Linked DNA regions of Mus musculus: region 2 is linked to region 1. The links are chromatin contacts, called in public promoter capture Hi-C maps. All regions are on one chromosome and are shown on one strand. The core of a region is the stretch at or near the end of the contact, and the rest is flanking DNA. Distances in the headings are between cores, read along the strand shown.

Region 1 (5,872 bases), core at 1,922-4,421:
CCCCAGCAAATTTAATAGCCGATGAAAACCAGGAAAGAAAGGTCAGTGGTTGCAGCAATCAGAGCACTAACCAGCTCTTGCAGGGCTTACGGTCCTCCACAGTTAACAAGAGACTCCCCATCACAGTCCATGAAGTGAGTACCATGGGTCTCATCATCTCACTTTAGAGACGAGGAAGGCAGACAGCACCAAAATCTCATCAGTTTGCTTGGCTCTAGAGAGAGGCAGGCTTCTTCCCACGGCAGCTCATCAACAGCACCCCCACCCACCCACTCATACTCTCATCCAATGGACTCTGAGCAGAGCACTGAGCTTTTCTGAACCTGACAGTCTCAAAGGCCTACTCCCAGAAAAGTGGTACGGCTTTTAGTAAGTTTCAATACACAAATGCAAGATGGGTAAATATAATTTAGTGCTGACTATGGTTTCTCTTAAGTTCTTTTTTTTATTTCATGTATATGAGTACACTGTAGCTGTCTTCAGACACAGCAGAAGAGGGCGTCAGATCCCATTACCGATGGTTGTGAGTTGCTGGGAATTGAACTCAGGACCTCTGGAAGAGCAATCAGTGCTCTTAACCACTGAGCCATCTCTCCAGCTCCTCTTAAGTTCTTGCTGGGCCTACTTTTTTGTTTATGTTTTTGTTTTTGTTTTTGTTTTTTTAATGACACCTCAACCTAAGATATGAAACTCTGGAAAGAGTTTCTTTAAAACAAAAAGCAAGCAAGCAAACAAACAAACCTTCAACAGTGCTTCAGGGTGGATGCAGCAGGAATTCAAGGTCAACCTTGGCTACATAATGAGCTTGAAGCCAGCCATATGCACTACAGTAAACCAAAACTGTGCATGCAGGCAAGTGTACACACACACACACACACACACACACACACACACACCATGGCAGGCCAGCAGTAGGTATTATAGATCAAGTCTCATAGACTGAGTTGACAAGCAGAACACACAGAACTTCATTTAATGACCCAAAAATGAAATGAAGTTTAGTCTGAACCCTCTAAAGTGTTCTAAACAACAGATACAAAAAGACTTTCACCTTTTTTTAACATTTACTTTTTACAGCAGAGGCAGAGGCAGGCAGATATTTGTGAATTGAAGGCCAGCCAGGGCTATACAGTTAAGACCCTGTCTCAAAAACAAACAAGCAAACTTATGTGTGCATTGTCTGTGTCTGTCTGGGGGTCTACACACACAAATGAAGATGCCTGAGGTGGGCAAAGAAGTTGGATCCCCCTGGAGCTGGTGTTAATGGGCACTTATGAGTTTGCAGAAGTACAGGGAACTAAACTCGGGTCCTCCACAGGAACACCACATGCTGTTAATCACTGAGCTGTCTCTCCAACCCCTAACTTTCACCTTTTAAAGAACAACTATGAACAAAGACATGAAACCTTGATTGAAGCATTATTCATCACTGTCTGATCTGCCTAACAAGGTCTCTCCTTGCAGTAAGGAAGCCCTACCTGAGCTCCATTTTCCATGGTGGGAATTGAACCGGCGTGGCAGCCACAGCTAAGTGCATCCCTCTGAGATACGACAGTCAGCCCTCAGACTGCAGACAACGGACAAAACTCAGTCTCTTGAAGCCTACCTCTCCCAGATACCTGACAACAGCCATCTGACAACAGCCAAGCTAAAGCCCTAACACTCTCCAAAATCTGTTCCACGTGGACAGACTGCTTAGTTAGGAAAGCTCAGAATGAGAAATAACTGCACGGGATAGAAAAAGAGTTCCTGAGTGGATGGATAGACAAGGTTGTACAACCTTGGCAATGTCAGGCTCAGAAGCAATGGAGTTGCAAAATCTGGTCATTGCACTGGGACCATCCAGCATGCCGTCGTCCATGTTGATATCGAGCACCTGAGCTCCCATTTCCACCTGTGCTTTGGCAATGCTCAGGGCTTCCTGGAAAAGGAATGGAAGAAGCATGGTTAGGAGCTGTCTAGGCAGAGTAATTCCTCCCATCCCCGGAGGACCTTTGTTACTGAAACACACACAGGTTGTCCCCTGCTGCCCAACACTCAACATTGGCTAGTAACCCTTTCCACACATCAGCTCCCTGCTTGGAGTCCACCAAGGCAGTGTCCTACCTAAGGCAATCAACACCTGCACTAAAAAAGAAAACTCTAGAGGATGCCAAGAAACAGTAATTAACAATCCCAAAATCGAGGCTAATCCTAACACTTGGGAGGCAGAGGCAGGCAGACCACTGTGAGTTCAAGACCAGCCTGGTCTACATGGTGAGTTCCACCAAGACAGCCAGAAGTACATAAGACCCTGTCTTGGGCATAGGTGAGTAGTGCTAATTCCATAGGCTAGAAAGCGGGGCCAAAGAGTAAGGGCATCTAATCACAACCATGAAGATCTGGGGTTGTAGCTCAGGACACAGGAGTAAGCCAGGCTTCTCACAGAGTGCCTCTGGCTCCAGCTCTAAGGAGTCAATGCCCTTTTCTGCATGCACACACACATGCATAAACTCACAATAAGTATATTTGTTTTTTAGAAAACTAAATCTATCCAGATCCTAAAATTAAAAAAAAAAAATCATTAAAACTCAAAGGACAGTGAGAGGGTTCTGGTAAAGGTGTTTGATGCCAAACCTGACAACCTGAGTTTGACCCCCAAAGTATAAGTGTGGAAGAACAAAATCAACTCTTGCAAGTTGTCCTTTGACCGCCACATGCACGCAGTGGCTTGCATATGACTGTCCAAGTACAAATACACACACACAGTAAGTTAATTAAAAGAAAAAAAATTTTGAGGCAGGGTCTCACTCTGTAGACCAGGCCAGCCTGAACTCAGAGAATCTACCTGCCTATGCCTTCCAAGTGTTGGTATTGACGACATTTATCACTATGCCCCAGTTTAAAAAAATAATAATAAGTCACAGTAAAACAAAACAAACAAAAGCAACCTAAAACCTCAACCATTTTCCTCCGTTTTTAATTTCATATTTGTAGAAAGTAAACTCTATCCAGATGTCTTGGGCATGCACTGTGTGGATTAAATTTGAGTCATCTTAAGTATTACTCTAAAAATTCAGAGTTCTCAAGGCAAGGGCCTGATCGTTTTGTTCTGACCTACAGCTAATAGGATCAGCAATGCCTTCACCAGTAAGCATCTGATGTGGTCAGATGAGTACAAAGTCTCCTTGGCAGGAGCAGAGATGATTCAGCACTTAAAAATACTTGTTCTTGTAGAGGACCCAGGTCCAGTCCTCCGGACCAACATGGCACTTCAAAAGCATCTGTAACTCTATCTCCTGGGGATCCAGTGCCCTCTTCTGGTCCCATGGGCACCAGGCACATACATGGTGCACATACATTCACATAAGCAAAACGTTCGTATACATAATACATAATTTTTAAAAAGCCAAGGGGCTTTCACTTTCCATAGAACAGTTTCAGAGTGGCCAAAATGGAAAATATTCCCAAATATCCAAACTTAACAACGAAAGGCCAGAAGCTGGGTCCCTCTGAGTCAGCTCCCTCCATGCTCCAGTAATGCTTTGGGGGCAGGACCAACAGCAGCAGCTTCAGATCTCCAGCAGCCTCACCTCCTGCCAGATGCCATTAGCATCCCTACATTAGCATCCCTACATTAGCATCCCTCTAGCCCTGCAACAGCACCAGCACGGGCCAGAACTCAACACTGCTGACATGCAGTTACCCAGAGGCACGGCAACACCCCCAGGGAGCAGGGTTCTCACGAGGATGCTCACTTCATAGTTTCCTGCCATGATGAGTTTAGCAAATTTCCTGGATCCTGCCACATTACAGCGCTCTCCAATGTTAACAAAGTTGGTGTATGGTCCAATCCTGAAGGGCTCTAGACCTTAAAAGGAGAAACATTTTGAAAAACTCTTGAAAATGCACATGGATGGCATGAAACAAAACATTTTCAGAAAAAAAAAAAATGTCCATCTGAGCAGATGGGACAGGAGATCTAATAGGGAAACAGGGTCACAATCTTTCCTTTTCTGAACACCCAAAGGGCTCTTTGTTGCTGCTGTGCTTACAACCAGATCTCCAAGGGAGGGAACACTTCAGAGCTCTGTGCTACAAGAACCACTAGTGGGCTGAACCGGACAACCTCTGAAAATGAAGGAAAGTCATCACAGCCCTTAACTAAGGGCAGGGCAAGAGCCAGGAAGCAACTTCCCATCAGAAGAGGGCTGAGCTCCTCCCGCTGCCATGTGTGTGAGTTCACATGTGCAGCTACTCTGCTGGGTCTGCAAACCCTGCTTGATGCTACCACAGCCTCTGAAAGCTGTGGGGTGTCTGTCTCACTCTCCCCTGAAAATCCCTAGGCCTCGGGAGGGAGAGGGCTGTCATGTCTCATCACTGGCTGACTGGGGGGAGCCCCCCCCCCATGATCCCACCGTGAGCTGATGAACTGAGAAGCTATTGGCATGGGAAGCTGCTGGGATGCAGGGCCACAGAGAGGCACAGAAGGAGAGGGAAATTCAATGTGTTACTCTTCTTTTCACAACTAGCTGGGTGACACCAACAGAGCTTGGGAGGGGGAAGAAAACTAAAACTGGGTAGGAAGGGACAGCAGAGTAGAAAGGGTAATTATTGGAAGAGTTGAGATATGTGTCAACATGTTCAAATATGTTGTATAAAATTCTCAAATAAAGACTATTGTAAAAACAAAAACAAACAGAAAGAATTGTTGAATCAGACCGTAGTCCCAGCAATGTAGCTTATAGAAATTTGAAGCCATTATATATTCTCTTTTTCCTTTTTTGCTCCATTGATGCTGTCAGAAATCAGCTTAGAGATGAACAGATCAAATCTCTTCACCCCATCAACAGTGTATGTGAAAGTTCACTTCATCTCTTTCACTGAGAGACCATGAACCTGAAACTAGCACTGAAACTGGATGAGGGAGGACCAGCATGGAGATCCAGGAGTCGCTGTGACAGTCACTGTGAGGAACCAAGGCAGCCATTGGGCTTCTGGCATATAATTACTTTATTTGCTAAGGAGTAATGGCATCTGCCCTGGCACAAGCTAATGCAGATGCAAGTGCCAGCTATACCTGTAGATGCATTACACACAGGTAACAAAAGCAACATAGAGACTACGAAGTGTCACAGAAAAGGTTCTCACACAGCCTTTACTTTCCCCGAATAGCACAGGCAGGCGCTGGGGACACATGGCCTTATGTGTAGGATCACTAATATGGTTCTACAAACCTGAGACAACTGCTCACACAACCTTTCAGCTTACAAATCAGTCAGTGGCTCTTCCTTAATTACATAAAAATGAAGCACAAAATTAGCATCATCTATCAGAGCTAAGAAAAGATGACCACCCTTGAGTCCTTTGCCAAAACATTAAGAAAAAAAAAAACAGTATGAGCAAGAGGAAGATTATGAATATGGAGTAGGTAATTGTACAGATATTCCAGGCCATTTGTTCACAGACGCAGGAAGCAATTACTTTCTACAGTTTCAGCTGCTGCCTTTTCTCAGTGCTAATGAGCCTTGTGCCCTGACCTTTCATAGAATCTGCAGGTTTGTCTACCAGGCAAATAGGGATGACCACCACTAAATGCTGAGGGTGCTTGTATGATTTGAGGGCATTCTACAAAGTGCTTCTGATGCAGCGGGATGACATGTCAAATACAGAAGCAGTACTTCTCTTGTTTACCACTTCTACTAAAGTTGATAAAAGTATCCTTCAGACTGAACATGGTGGCACACACTTGTCATCCTAGACTCAAAAAGTGAAGACAGAGCCGGGCGTGGTGGTGCACGCCTTTAATCCCAGCACTTGGGAGGCAGAAGCAGGTGGATTTCTGAGTTCAAGGCCAGCCTGGTCTACAGAGTGAGTTCCAGGACAGCCAGGG
Region 2 (5,872 bases), core at 1,669-4,168, 200 kb after region 1:
CATGCTAGAGATGTGCTAAGGAAGATCTGAGGATGGAATTCCTAATGCACTTCTGCTTGCTGTGACCCAGGCAGCCCTGGCTGAAGCATATTTGCCTCTTCTCGCCGGGACACTGTATGGATCAGCAGTTGGTCAGACAGTTTGTGCATATGCTTAGCAGTAAGAGAGGCGGATGGCAGTGGCACTGAGGAGACCGAGAGGCTCTCGAGTTCACGCCCCGTCTAGGCTGTCTAGTGAGTTCAGGGTCAGTCTTAACAGTAAAAAGAAGTCTGAAGCTGGAGCTCTGTGGCTGGATTACTGTGTAGCATGACCAAGACCCTAGCTGACTGCTCTACACTGGGGGTGGGGGAAGAACAGTTGCTTGAATGTGGTTGTGTGACTTGGGACTCAGACCCAAGCAGGGGAGATGGGAAAGAAGACTGGCCCTTCTTGTAGCTCTGATTACAGGTTGTTTTGGCTTCCATTTCTTCAGGTCCACCGCTTTCTCAAACTGGTTCCAGTCCTTCTGGCCATTGTGCAACATAAGAAAAGGGAGGCAGAGGATGAACAGGCAATTAACAGACAGACAGCGCTGTACACCCTGAAACTCCTGTGCAAGAACTTCGGGGCACAGAACCGAGAGCCTTTCATACCAGTTCTCAGCACTGCAGTAAAGCTGATAGAACCAGAGAAAAAGGAGGAGAAGAATGTCCTGGGAAGCGCCCTGCTGTGCATAGCAGAGGTGACGTCCACTCTGGAAGCGCTGGCCATCCCCCAGCTGCCCAGGTACCTAGGAACAGGAGCCACTACAACGGAAATGGGGAAGGAATGCGTTCAGGGCTTCGGCTTCTTGAATAGAAAGTAAAGGAAAATAGAGTAGTGAAAGAATTGATCTTTTCTTTGCTCTGGAAAGTGCACCATTTCCTGTGACCTTCAGACATTGCTTGGCGATGTTCTTCCTTTCCAGAGTCGCAGTGCTTAGGGAGCAGCGGAAGCATGGCCAGAGCAGCCGTTTGCTGTGGCAGAGGCAAGCTGGGCGCTCCTGACTCTGCATTTGGCTCTGACCATAGCCTGCTAGCATTGTAACAAGTTACTAATCTTAAAACCCTGCCATCTGTAATACAGGGCCATATCCTCTACACACACAGACACACACACACACACACACACACCGTGTTTCTCTTTATAGGCCTTGTTGTGCTCTGCACATGTTCAGCCATTGAAGACATTCCTTTTCACGGCTACCATGTGTCAGCACTGTTGGCACCAAGGATTTTTTTGGATCTAGTAGTAGAAAATGTACAGGCAGTATTCTGCATACTGTGGGTTACAGTGTTGTGTAGCAAACACAGCTGGCTGAGAGTTTTTCTTCATGTCCCCAGCTCCCTTCTTCAGTGTTTGTGGCTTGAAGCTGCTCTAACACACTTGTTCCTTCTTGCCAGCCTGATGCCTTCGCTGCTGACAGCCATGAAGAGCACCAGTGAGTTGGTCCACAGTGAGGTCTGCCTGCTCAGCGCCCTGGCTGCCCTGCACAAAGTCGTTGAGACTCTGCCACACTTCATCAGCCCCTACCTGGAAGGCCTTCTGACCCAGGTGGGTTTGGTTATTGTGACTTGCTGCTCAGGGTGGCCAGGGGGACAGTTTCACCCCTCAGTCATCTTACTGGCTCGCTCTTCCTATGATTCATTATGTGATTCTTGTTTCCAAACAGAGGTGTGTGTCTGTTGAACATGTACCTCTTTCTCTTTCGTTGTCATCTCTGCTTCATCATGGAACCAACAGGCAAAATAGGGTGTCTTTCTTTCAGCTGTGTGTGATGTACAGCTTTTATTTACCTTAGATCGTTGAGGGTGGCAGGAAGAGTTGCCCGCTGTTATTTAGGAAATTAGTATGGCTGTGGCTTTGATGGGAAAGCGTCTTTAGCTGTAAGGTGTTTCATATAGTGGGCTTCTTCCTTTACAGGTGAGCTGTTGCCTGTCAGCACACTGTGAGCGAGTGGCATTAGCTGAAAATAGCCATGAAAGTCAGTCCTCCTTGACCAGGTTACTAGTGTTCTGGTTTGTGATTCCTTGCCGTGTGAAGCTGAGTCTTGACTGCCATGGTGCCAGTGACTTGACATTCATTGTCTTCAGCAAGGGCTCAAAGCTGCTGTCTCTTGGAAGGGGGCTAAGCTGATGGAGTCTTCCTCAGCTGCTTTTAGTGAGCAAGAACCTGAGTTGTAGGAAAGCCATCGATCGGGCTGAGAGTTCTCTGTACTCCTGCGCTCGACATTCACCTTCTTCATCGGCTTCCAGTCAGGGGAGTCATCCACTCAGTTTCATCTGCAGATAATCAGTTTGCTTTAGAAGAGTTATTTGTTCATCCTGTGAGTGTGCTTGCCAGCACAGTCCAGTGCCCTCAGTCACTGTTTTTCATGTTCCTGCAGGTGATTCACCTAGAGAAAATCACTAGAGAAATGGGTTCTGCCTCACAGGCTAACATTCGCCTGACAGCTCTTAAAAAGACCCTGGCCACTGAGCTCTCACCTCGAGTCCTACTGCCAGCCATTAGCAAGACTTTCAAACAGATCCAGAAGAACTGGAAGGTGAGTGTTAACTGTTGATCTCTGGAGCGGGAAGGTGGTGCTGAATGCTCAGTGTTCGTGTCTGGGAGCATAGCATCGTTCACTTCTGTGAGGATGCACTGAGCTCTAAGACAAGGCAAACATATTCTCTGCTGTATTCACGGTAGAATCACATGGGCCCATTTATGAGCATCTTACAAGAGCACATTGGGGTGATGAAGAAGGAAGAGCTCTTATCTCACCAGTCTCAGCTGACCACATTTTTCCTGGAAGCCCTGGACTTCCGGGCACAGCATTCAGAGGTGAGCTGGTCCCCACTCCCCAGGCCCTGAAGCTGTCATTTCCTATCTGTGCAAGAGCCAGATTAATTTTTAACAGTGTAGCATTTGTCCTTGCCAAAACATTGAGTCCATGCCAATTAGTTCCTTTCTTTTCAGGACGATCTAGAGGAAGTTGGGAAAACGGAAGGTTGGATCATTGACTGTCTAGTGGCCATGGTGGTGAAGCTCTCAGAGGTCACATTCAGGCCTCTCTTCTTCAAGGTGAGCCTTTCTTACCTGCATGTCATGCTCACTGTCACTGGCAGGGTGAGTAGATGATGTCACTGTTCTCTCCTGGTTGTAGCTGTTTGATTGGGCCAAGACAGAAGATGCGCCGAAGGACAGGCTGTTGACATTTTACAATCTGGCTGACTGCATTGCTGAGAAGTTGAAAGGCCTTTTCACTCTGTTTGCTGGCCACTTGGTGAAACCTTTTGCTGATACCTTGAACCAAGTAAACATCTCCAAAACAGGTTGGTAGCTCCTTTGGGCCAAGGCACCCGTGTCCGTGTGTCTGACACAGGCACGTAGACAAGACCTAGAGCTCAGAAAAGACTTACAATCCTTGGTGTAAGGATGGTGAACTTTTACTTTGCCATATTTTCTATTATGTTAGAACAAATAATCGACATAAGAGAAAGGGTAAAGTGGGCATTATTACTCATTATTGGTAGTAGCTGTATAATTTGGGACTGGAGACAGCCCAGTGGTAGAGTGTGTCCCTGATATAGGTAAGGTCATGGGTTCCTCCCCAGGTTTGGATCGGTCTGTCCTTTGCTGATAATTATCTGAACTTGCTCAACTTAAGCACCACAGTCTTAGCTCTAAAGGAGAGCCCCATCTGTGGACACCATTGTTTGGTGTTGTACCATTTACAGCTTCTAGGTCATTCGCACAGTCTCCTAGCTGTAGTTATGGCAGTGTCTCTAAGCACCAGGACTGAGTGTTTTGCATTTGTACTCTTTCCCTGCATACAGACGAAGCCTTCTTTGACTCCGAACGTGACCCTGAAAAGTGCTGCTTGTTGCTGCAGTTTATCTTGAACTGCTTGTATAAGGTCTTCCTTTTTGACACCCAGAATTTCATGAGTAGGGAGAGAGCAGAAGCCCTGATGATGCCCCTGGTGGATCAGGTAACCCACTGCAAGGCCTTCTGTCACTGAGGCCTCCTGGATCCGTCTCTGCAGGGTTTGTATATGTGACATGATAGCTTACAAGGCTTAGTCATACAGTGTTTTCAGGAGACGGATCCTTTAAGGAAAATGTTACTCAAAAATGGATTTTCCATGGGTTTGACTTGTCTTTATTGTGGAGTTCATTGAGTTTTACTTGGGAATTTCAAAAGGAAAGAAATAAGATCTCATTGTCAGTTTATCCATTGAAAAGGTTTGTTAACTATTGTTAAAGGAGCCTCGCTGAGCATGGCTGCTCCCACAGGAAAGTTCCACCACCCCAGGTCTTCCAGAGGGAGAAGTTGGTGCTAAGGGCTTTTGCAGCTGTTTGAGATCCAGAGGGAAGAAGTTGGCCCTAGAGACAAGATTAGTATGGGGAGAACTTACTTTTTGAGCCTGTTAATGCTGACAGCCCATGTATCTTCCCAGCTGGAAAACAGGCTTGGAGGAGAAGAAAGGTTTCAGGAACGGGTAACCAAGTACCTGGTGCCCTGCATCGCACAGTTCTCTGTGGCCATGGCAGATGACTCCATGTGGAAACCCCTGAACTACCAGATTTTGCTGAAGACAAGAGACTCTTCCCCTAAGGTGAGCACTGGGAGTCAGTCTCAGATGCCGCATTCCCCTGGTGGGTGTTGCCTAAATGCCCACCTGGAGTCATGATGTCAGCCGGGGTACTGACAGGGACAGCCTGGCCCTAGGCCCGCACTACTAGAGGTCTGAGCTGCTGTATAATATGGAGTTCTAGCTTTCATAAAGAACTCTTGGGCTGGGAAGATGATTCAGTTGATGAAGTGCCTGTTGTGCAAGCATATGAACAAAGTTTGACCTCTAGAATTCACATAGAAAGCCACCTGCTAGGGGCTAGAGAGACGGCTCAGCACTTGGGAGTTGGCTTCTCTTCCAGAGGACCCAAGTTCAATTACCAGTACCCACATGGTGGCTCACAACTTTTTATGGCTCCACTTCCAATGGCTTTGCCCACTTTACTCAGATATACACTCAGACAAAACACCAATGCACATAAAACATAAGTAAATCATTTAAGGAAGAAAAAAAGAAAGCCAGCATGCTGGCATGTATCTGAGAGTTACATGCAAAACTGAGAGATTCGCTGGAAAAAATTAAAGTGTGGCACCTGAGGAACAGCACTTGAAATTGGCCTCTGACCTTCAGATGCATGTGTGCACAAGTGCACACTCAGCCACCACACACACGTATATACAGTAAAGAATTCCTGATTTCTTCTGTAGGCTCTCATAAATAGCTATATTTCACAGTGCCCTAGGTAAAGTAGGCAGGAGCATTAGCATACTAAATACCACTGGTTAGAAATGAGTGCCGTGGTACATTGAGTGAAGTTAACATTCCTTACCTGGAATTTTCTAGCCGTTTTATTAATAAATCACCACTATCAAACTATCAAATAAGAGCTTCACTGGGGGACTGGAGAGATTGGCTCAGCGGTTAAGAGCACCAACTGCTCTTCCAGAGGTCCCAAGTTCCCAGCAACCTCATTGTGGCACACAACCATCTGTAATGGGATCTGATGCCCTCTTCTGGTGTGTCTGGAGAGCAATGGTGTGTGTGTGTGTGTGTGTGTGTGTGTGTGTGTGTGTGTGTGTGTGTGTGTGTGTATGTGTGTGTGTGTGTGTGTATCTTTGAAAAAAAGAAAGAGCCTCACTGATAAGCAGCCCAAAGTCGGAGTCATTCAATTGATCACATTTCTAGGAGTTAAAAACAGTAAAGCTATTTATCATATGGTTGCAGAAACAAATTTTAGTATTTTATCTTGATTACTGTTAGGAAAATCTTGATTAAATATAATTATGAAAATTA

The links. Capture Hi-C pulls out chosen DNA fragments and counts their contacts.
Region 2: a promoter capture Hi-C map of liver shows a contact between it and region 1. The contact joins two enhancer-like sites. A contact is called at or near these places in 9 of 39 promoter capture datasets (3T3-L1-derived adipocytes, the HPC-7 cell line, HPC-7-derived erythroid cells and 6 more), 11 of 484 Hi-C or Micro-C datasets (the G1E-ER4 cell line, bone marrow-derived macrophages, embryonic stem cells and 5 more), 2 of 115 datasets of contacts at active chromatin or transcription factors (both in embryonic stem cells) and 2 of 9 other capture datasets (adipose tissue and liver).

What each region holds. Positions count from the first base shown.
Region 1 is chr13:12,229,165-12,235,036 of GRCm38.p6, forward strand. It overlaps Mtr (5-methyltetrahydrofolate-homocysteine methyltransferase), which reads right to left. Exons shown (of 33, transcript NM_001081128.3): 13 at 3,738-3,850; 14 at 1,781-1,921. Among named protein-coding and RNA genes, the nearest start is that of Mtr, 26 kb to the right of the region's middle. Within about 2 kb of position 3,172, at least 13 of the 459 cell types and tissues checked have an H3K27ac peak or open chromatin away from gene starts, as enhancers often do. A contact at or near this core is called in liver, where this site is marked.
Region 2 is chr13:12,431,208-12,437,079 of GRCm38.p6, forward strand. Heatr1 (HEAT repeat containing 1) reads left to right here. Exons shown (of 45, transcript NM_144835.4): 36 at 473-765; 37 at 1,422-1,572; 38 at 2,405-2,563; 39 at 2,710-2,844; 40 at 2,980-3,084; 41 at 3,167-3,335; 42 at 3,840-3,994; 43 at 4,463-4,621. Among named protein-coding and RNA genes, the nearest start is that of Lgals8, 28 kb to the right of the region's middle. Within about 2 kb of position 2,919, at least 3 of the 459 cell types and tissues checked have an H3K27ac peak or open chromatin away from gene starts, as enhancers often do. A contact at or near this core is called in liver, where this site is marked.